Linked DNA regions of Zea mays: region 2 is linked to region 1. A link is a contact called in public Hi-C data. All regions are on one chromosome and are shown on one strand. Each heading gives the region's core, a stretch centred on a gene start, on an enhancer-like site or on the middle of the called end of the contact. The rest is flanking DNA. Distances are from core to core; before and after follow the strand shown.

Region 1 (3,208 bases), core at 270-2,769:
GCGAGGTCGGAGTGCCATCTGTTTTCTGCAGCTTCTGTAATTATCACCTGGTTTCGTTTCCTGTGGTTATGTAATTACCATCCGCTTCACCCCCGATCAAAACCACCTGTGGTAAGGGGAAAAAAAAGGCAAGAAGCGCTGTGTTGTCGTATTGGCACTCTACATTTAAAGCCCCGGGTTTGGCTCTACGTTCGTTTCTCCCTGACTCGTTGGCTGACAGCGAAGTTTTGTCAGTTGTGTTCTCTCTCCTTTTGGATGATCTCCATGACTTGTACAGAGAGGCACAGTATGCATGCTGCACTAACGAAGCGTACGGAGGCACCCAGAGCAATAGGCAGTTGACACTTGACAGGCAGCTGTCAAGCATATAACCTGCGAGTCCGTGGGCCCGCAGAGAAGAAGTGCAGAACGCCCACATTCGACACCCACCGAGCTTTTGTAAAAGTTTGTAGAACGACCCTGGGTGCGGTTCTACCAAAAGCCGTTGTCCGTCGTATCGACTAGGGTGCGACGCTGACTCTGGGCTGGCAAACTCACGAGATTCTAGTGCTGGTGGTTTCGAATAAACCATGTCATGATCGAGAGTCATGGATCACCACGTTCACCTGTACAGAAGAGGACGGCTGGACGGGCATGCGACTAACCCTAAACCCTGCTATGAAGCAAGCCCGACCGCTTCCTGACAGGGGAGGCTTGGCGTGACCCGTACGCAAGACTCCACAGACCCCCCCCCCCCCCCCCCGGTCCCACCCAGCGCAGCTTTCAAGGCACGCAACTCGACGGTCTGGCCACCACGTACGTGCTTGGTCGGTGCCCACGCGCCGGCGCCGAAGAACATTTTCCTTTTTCCTATACGGCTTTTCTTTTTTGTTCTTCGTTATAAAAAGAAAGCGCACGCCGGATGCGGAATGGCGGCCGGCAAAACCCCTCGCTTTTTCAAGGGCTTTTCAACTCTGAGATCTTCCATGTGCCGTCGTATGCGTCTGCGTCTCTGTGTCTCCCGCTGCCACAGAGGTTGTATATACAACAAAGCGTATCCGTGGTATTTTGAACGAACAACCAGAGGAGTGGCTAATTACTCTTCTTACTACACGGCGTGATTTAATTTACTTGAGACGGTCTTATATAGCGACGACATTGACAATGGCACTAACGAGAAGAGGCGGCACATCTCTCATCTCTACTGTATAAACTACCAAAAAACTAAAATTAAGCACGGGTAAAGATTTAAACTATATTTGTTGGCTCTAAACTCACGTTCACACAAAAATATCCGATAAATATTTAAGCATAAATAAAAAATCGTAGCAAGTACCAACACTTTACTAGTGGTCTTTTATATATACCGGGTAACTTTTTAGCGGTGAATGGTTCAAAATTTTGTTACTTCATTCGTCGTAACTCCACCACTGGAGTAGTCAGCCAGATGCATTCTTAGGCACCAAGAATTACTTATCGAGATGGAAGGGACAGAAAGCAAATACCAAATGATAAAAGTTTATTCAACAGATGAATAAACACACACAAACAAAACAAGCGGCCAAGAAAGTTTTAGACGACCCCCCCCCCCCCCAAAGTATGTGAGACATTCAGACATGCCCTTTCCTTTCGTCTGTTTTCCTACGGTCGTCCATTTTGTTCTCCCGTTCCGCATAGCGTACGCTCGCTCCCTCTCTATCTCTCTCTCTCGGTTCTCCCGTTCCCCCGCGCGGCGATCTCTCTCGTGGCGACCAGCGGGCGACCGCCGCACGCCCAGGTCGTCATTGGCTCCTCAGCCAGGTGCTGTTCGGGCCCCTAAACTGGGCGCCGGCGACGAGCACGCGCCAGGTACGCCTACCAGCCCCCCTCTTCGTCCCCTACCTTATGCTATCTGTATTCGGATCTGATCTAATTACAAGCGTAGCATACATGCAGTATTATGCCTACGAACTTTGTTTTTTTTTGGGTGGGGGGCAATATATACATGTATGTTCTTTATCTACTGGATCAGCCCCTGGCTGTGACAGCATTTGATTGTACCTGCAGGACTGTAATCTGATCTCGTGGTGGTATGGTTCGTCCTAGGATTCTCGTGGCTTGTTCATGCTCCGAGACTCCGAGTTGTGCTTTACCTCGAATTGCTGCAGTATCCGTAGGGGGCATGATTGATGGTGGAACATCCTCACCAGTGTCAGAAATGTCAATGTAGCTCTAACGTTCATTTCTCAGTTTGCTGAAGTAAACGATTTCGGGATGGGTTTGCCTCAAATTCCTGTGGTTAAGGAGGAAGAGCCTACTGAAGTGAGTACACCTGCCGGTTCTAGTTTCAGTGTCGATGGCCCCTGCGATTCGGGTAAACTTCTCGAGGGAAGCTCAAGTGGAAGTTGGTTTCAGAACCCATCCATCAGCGACTTCAAGAGAAAATTTGCACCAGGTGCTGCTTCGAATGGATTAAATAGTCAGTTCAGAACTAGACATGCCGTTGATGATCCTGCGGGCTACCAAAGCCTGAATCCTAAACCAAGAGATCCAAATTATAGATCATGCACTAAAATCAAATCTACTCTACATATACCTGCAATGAGGGTTGTTGGGTTTGATTCAGGAACTGATGGTTCTACCGGGGGCCCTGATATAATGGTATCTCACAAAATGCATTCATCTTTAGTCATTGGTAATTGTGATTCATCAGTTGTACATCACGAAGTTCAGGCAAGGAAAAGGGTGTTGTCACCATTAACTAATGCGCTTCCTGCTGGACAGTTCTATGGGAATGCGCTGAATATTGGTTCCGGCGATGAAAAAGTTCAGAACCCTCGTTGTGTTAGACAGCTCTCTTATTCTGGCTTCCATGACAGTAAAAAAGCTAACACTGGAGCTCTTGATTCCTTTCAGCCATCTACTAGGTCAGAATTGAGATACTCCGATTGGAGTACAGGGCAGGGGTTCTGTAAGTTTAGTTCTAACACATTCACTGATGGTCCTTTGCTTGAGGGTAGGGAATTATTTTCATGCTCAGATCAACCTGGAGTTGAAGGGATTATGAACCTTGCAAAGGTGCCTGCAAGATTGTCACATTCTCCTCCACCCACTCTTTCTCCACTCCGTCCAAAATGGATGCATAGAATGAAGGCTGCAAGAGCTCAGAGGGATTTGACGGGACGAATTGAAAATGACATCATTGATTTGAAGGAAATGGGAAGGTCAAATTTTGACGATTATTCAGAAT
Region 2 (3,208 bases), core at 343-2,842, 340 kb after region 1:
ATCTCCATCATATGCTTCCCCTAGTCCTTCCCTGAAACAAAAGTAGAAATTAGAAAGGCATAGAGAAACCCTGAATTAAAACTTTTCACAAATCAGAGACAGAACTTTCAGGTTTTGGTAACCCAAATATGCTACGTAAATGACACATTATCACTTACGTGTATTTTCGACAACCTTTGTGAAACTTTAAACATCTCTCTCGTAGCAATTCAGCACCTTCTTCAAGTGATTGCATCTATTAATGCAAGGAACAAGTTAAGCAGTATTCATGAACCAAGAAAGCAAGTTCTTTGGCCAAATGTATCGACCCAAAGAATACAAATTAAGAATGTAATATCCCCAAACGCGATACAAAGGTTAAGTTAGCCTCACCGAATCTATACTACGGTACACACTGAAATCGAACAAGCTATTAAGCATGAGTGAAATTGAAGAATGAAGATACCTACTTTGGTCAAATAACAAATAATTTTATGATTCCTGGGAGTCCTAGAATCTTTTGTCCAAATCATGACAAAAACTAAAGCATACATTCCGCAACCCACAAATGAATCAAACATTTCCGAAAATGTACACCAAACTATCCTAAGGCATATCGAATTTACACATTGACAGGCAAGCTATGCTACTGGTTTTGCATGCAAAAACAGTAAATTGTCAAAAAAAAAACAACTAAGATACTAGATCATAGAGAATTGGCAAAAGAAGAAACACAGCAAAGGGCCGGCCAAAGTTCGACAAGTGTTTGTATGTATCAGTATAGCCTAACAACACAAAGTGCGCCTATGAAAACATCACAGGCCACAAAACGGTTAAAAGAAAGCCTTAAACCCGTGGCTCCTAGTTCCTACACTGTTAGTTCAAAATTGATTCGAGACGAAGTTACCCCAAAAGGGATCAGGAGTCTCCACACTCATTCCCCATCAGCACAACCCAAAACCAAAGGCAGATCCATGCAACCACCCGCAGCCCAATCCGGGAGCCACCGGAGCCAAGCATTGCAGAAAAAACTGGAACATTTCTCTCTCCCGCCCGCCCCAGAGGCCGAGATCAACCTCCCAAGCGGTACCAGGATCCACACTCACAGACAGCATGCACCAAGATCCGGCTGGGCCCCCTCACCTGCTTCCTGAACATGGGCGAGTCATCGAGCCTGCTGAAAAACATGGCTGCCTCCGCCAGTCCCGCTGCCGCCGCCGCCACCACCACCACCACCTATTCACTCCACACGGCCACACTACCTCCTCAAAGACCGCGGCGGCATCTGGTAGACTCGCTCCGTGGAGACCGCACTCCGCAGCCACCACCTCCACCTCCTCTCCGGAGAACCGCTCCTCCCTCCACCTTCGGCCACCGCGCGCGACACTGGGAACGCGACCCACAGGCACAACCCTCCGACCGCGCTGGCACCAAAACCCTAGGCAGCGGCCGGGAATCGGCGAAATGGCGGCGACTCGCTTGGGGGCAGCGGAGAGGAATCGAATGGCTCGGCGACAGGGCAGGGGACACGCAGCGGGGGGAGACAGGGAGGAGTAAAGAGAAAAAAAAGTGTGAGATGGCAAGTAACGGTGCGCTTTATTTCTGATTGTTAAATGTCTAATTGCGACTTTACTAATAGTTTTCGTTTTATTACATCGCTCACTGATCGTGTGGGATTGGGAGTGGGGCGAGTGGCGTGGTAGGCCTGGTGTATCGTGGTTCCGAGAAGTGGGGCCTGGATGCAGCCAGTGCGGGGAGGTGCGAGGCGGCAGGTCACCTGCCGGTGAGCGGACCTAGGTTGATTGCTCGGTGCCCCCGTGCATGCACTTATCATTTTCTTATTTCAAAACTAGGTGAGTGCTCATGCGTTGCAACGGGGACTTATGTATTATATGTCTCCGTTGCAACGCACGGGCATATACCTAGTTCTATTTGAAGAGCCTATTACATTTACTTATTCCTTATGTATGATGAAGCTCCACCCTGATACTTGTTTTGGTGTCATAATTGAACTCACAATTGTTTAGGTTTTATGGTCACCTGATTATCTGTGGGTTATTTTTCATTGTACCAGGTTTATTCTTTGGAGAAAAGTGACAAATCTAAAACAGGGAATGATGGTTTTGTTCAAAAAAGGAACTTCATGAATGAAACTCACTGGATATTTATTGGCCTCCTTCCAGTTATGGTGAAATCAAACTTATGTTTGTTGCATAGTCTTAAGGAAAGTGAGTGCCTGTTTGATGCAGGTGGATACTTTTTGGACAAGGGAATAGAGAAGGTATAACTCTGTGTTCTCTGTTGTTAATGTATTAGTATGTAGGAACTTTCAAGTGTCCTTTTGTTGCTGGCATGGGACTATAGCTTTCTTAGAACCCATTCAGAAAACATGTACATGCTCATAAGAGGGGGGCCTGGGGGGTGTCCAAATATGATTGTAGCTATGTAAAATAGGATTCTATTGTATCGAAGGATACTTTGGCACAACATCCGTTTGAGTTGGTCTCCTGGTGCCATATGCCGCTTTTTGTGTTTAAACTATATATAGGTCTAAATGCCGAAGTACCGATATGTGTATCAGTATTGGAAGGATATGGATACACGGATACAGCAGTTTTTCAAAAAAAAAAGTGCGCAGATACATTTTGCTAGTTAAAAATAAAAAGAGAATAACACATATTAAAATTGACAAAACAATAACACATTGCAATCTACTTAAGTACTTAAGTTCTATTATTACAGAACAACATGTCTCATGTCTCAAATTCTCAAATATAGGAAAGTAACAAAAGGCATTCAGGCTCGCATCCAGTTCCTATTTCCTCATTTGCTTAATTCTCGTCCACAAGATCCATCATGCTGCAAATCACCCAAACCAAAAGACAGCTTGCAATTCAGGCTCATCAAGGGGGAGAGATCAAGGCAGAGGGGTTAGCCATTTTGAGAACGCCAATACCACCAAGTGAATCAAAAGAATTCCCTCCCACATCCCACTGTCTTGTATGTATCAGTTCATGACCGATGCATCAGTGGGGAGCAAAGAAATCAAGCAATAATAGAGTAGATCGAGAAGTGAGAACAGGGAAGGGAATGAACTCAGGAGTTGGAGGATCGCTGGATCGTCATCGCGGGGGTGAAGACTCGTCACTGGCAGTCCGTGCGCAGGACGAGGCGTGCACATCCCGCGGCATAGAGACTTGAACACAAAGGATACAAAAGCACTTACTAT

What was found. Hi-C and Micro-C count contacts between places; a contact is called where the count stands out from the background.
Region 2: a contact with region 1 is called in a Hi-C map of ear, with 3 times the contacts expected there. The contact joins the promoter of LOC103632959 here to the promoter of LOC103632967 in region 1. A contact is called at or near these places in 2 of 25 Hi-C or Micro-C datasets (ear and tassel).

The regions. Positions count from the first base shown.
Region 1 is chr7:143,396,913-143,400,120 of Zm-B73-REFERENCE-NAM-5.0, forward strand. LOC103632967 reads left to right here and starts at 1,520. Exons shown (of 7, transcript XM_008654671.3): 1 at 1,520-1,827; 2 at 2,026-3,208. The coding sequence starts at 2,233.
Region 2 is chr7:143,738,631-143,741,838 of Zm-B73-REFERENCE-NAM-5.0, forward strand. It overlaps LOC103632959 (ADP-ribosylation factor GTPase-activating protein AGD3), which reads right to left and starts at 1,593. Exons shown (of 19, transcript XM_008654663.4): 1 at 1,123-1,593; 2 at 159-235; 3 at 1-31. The coding sequence starts at 1,167.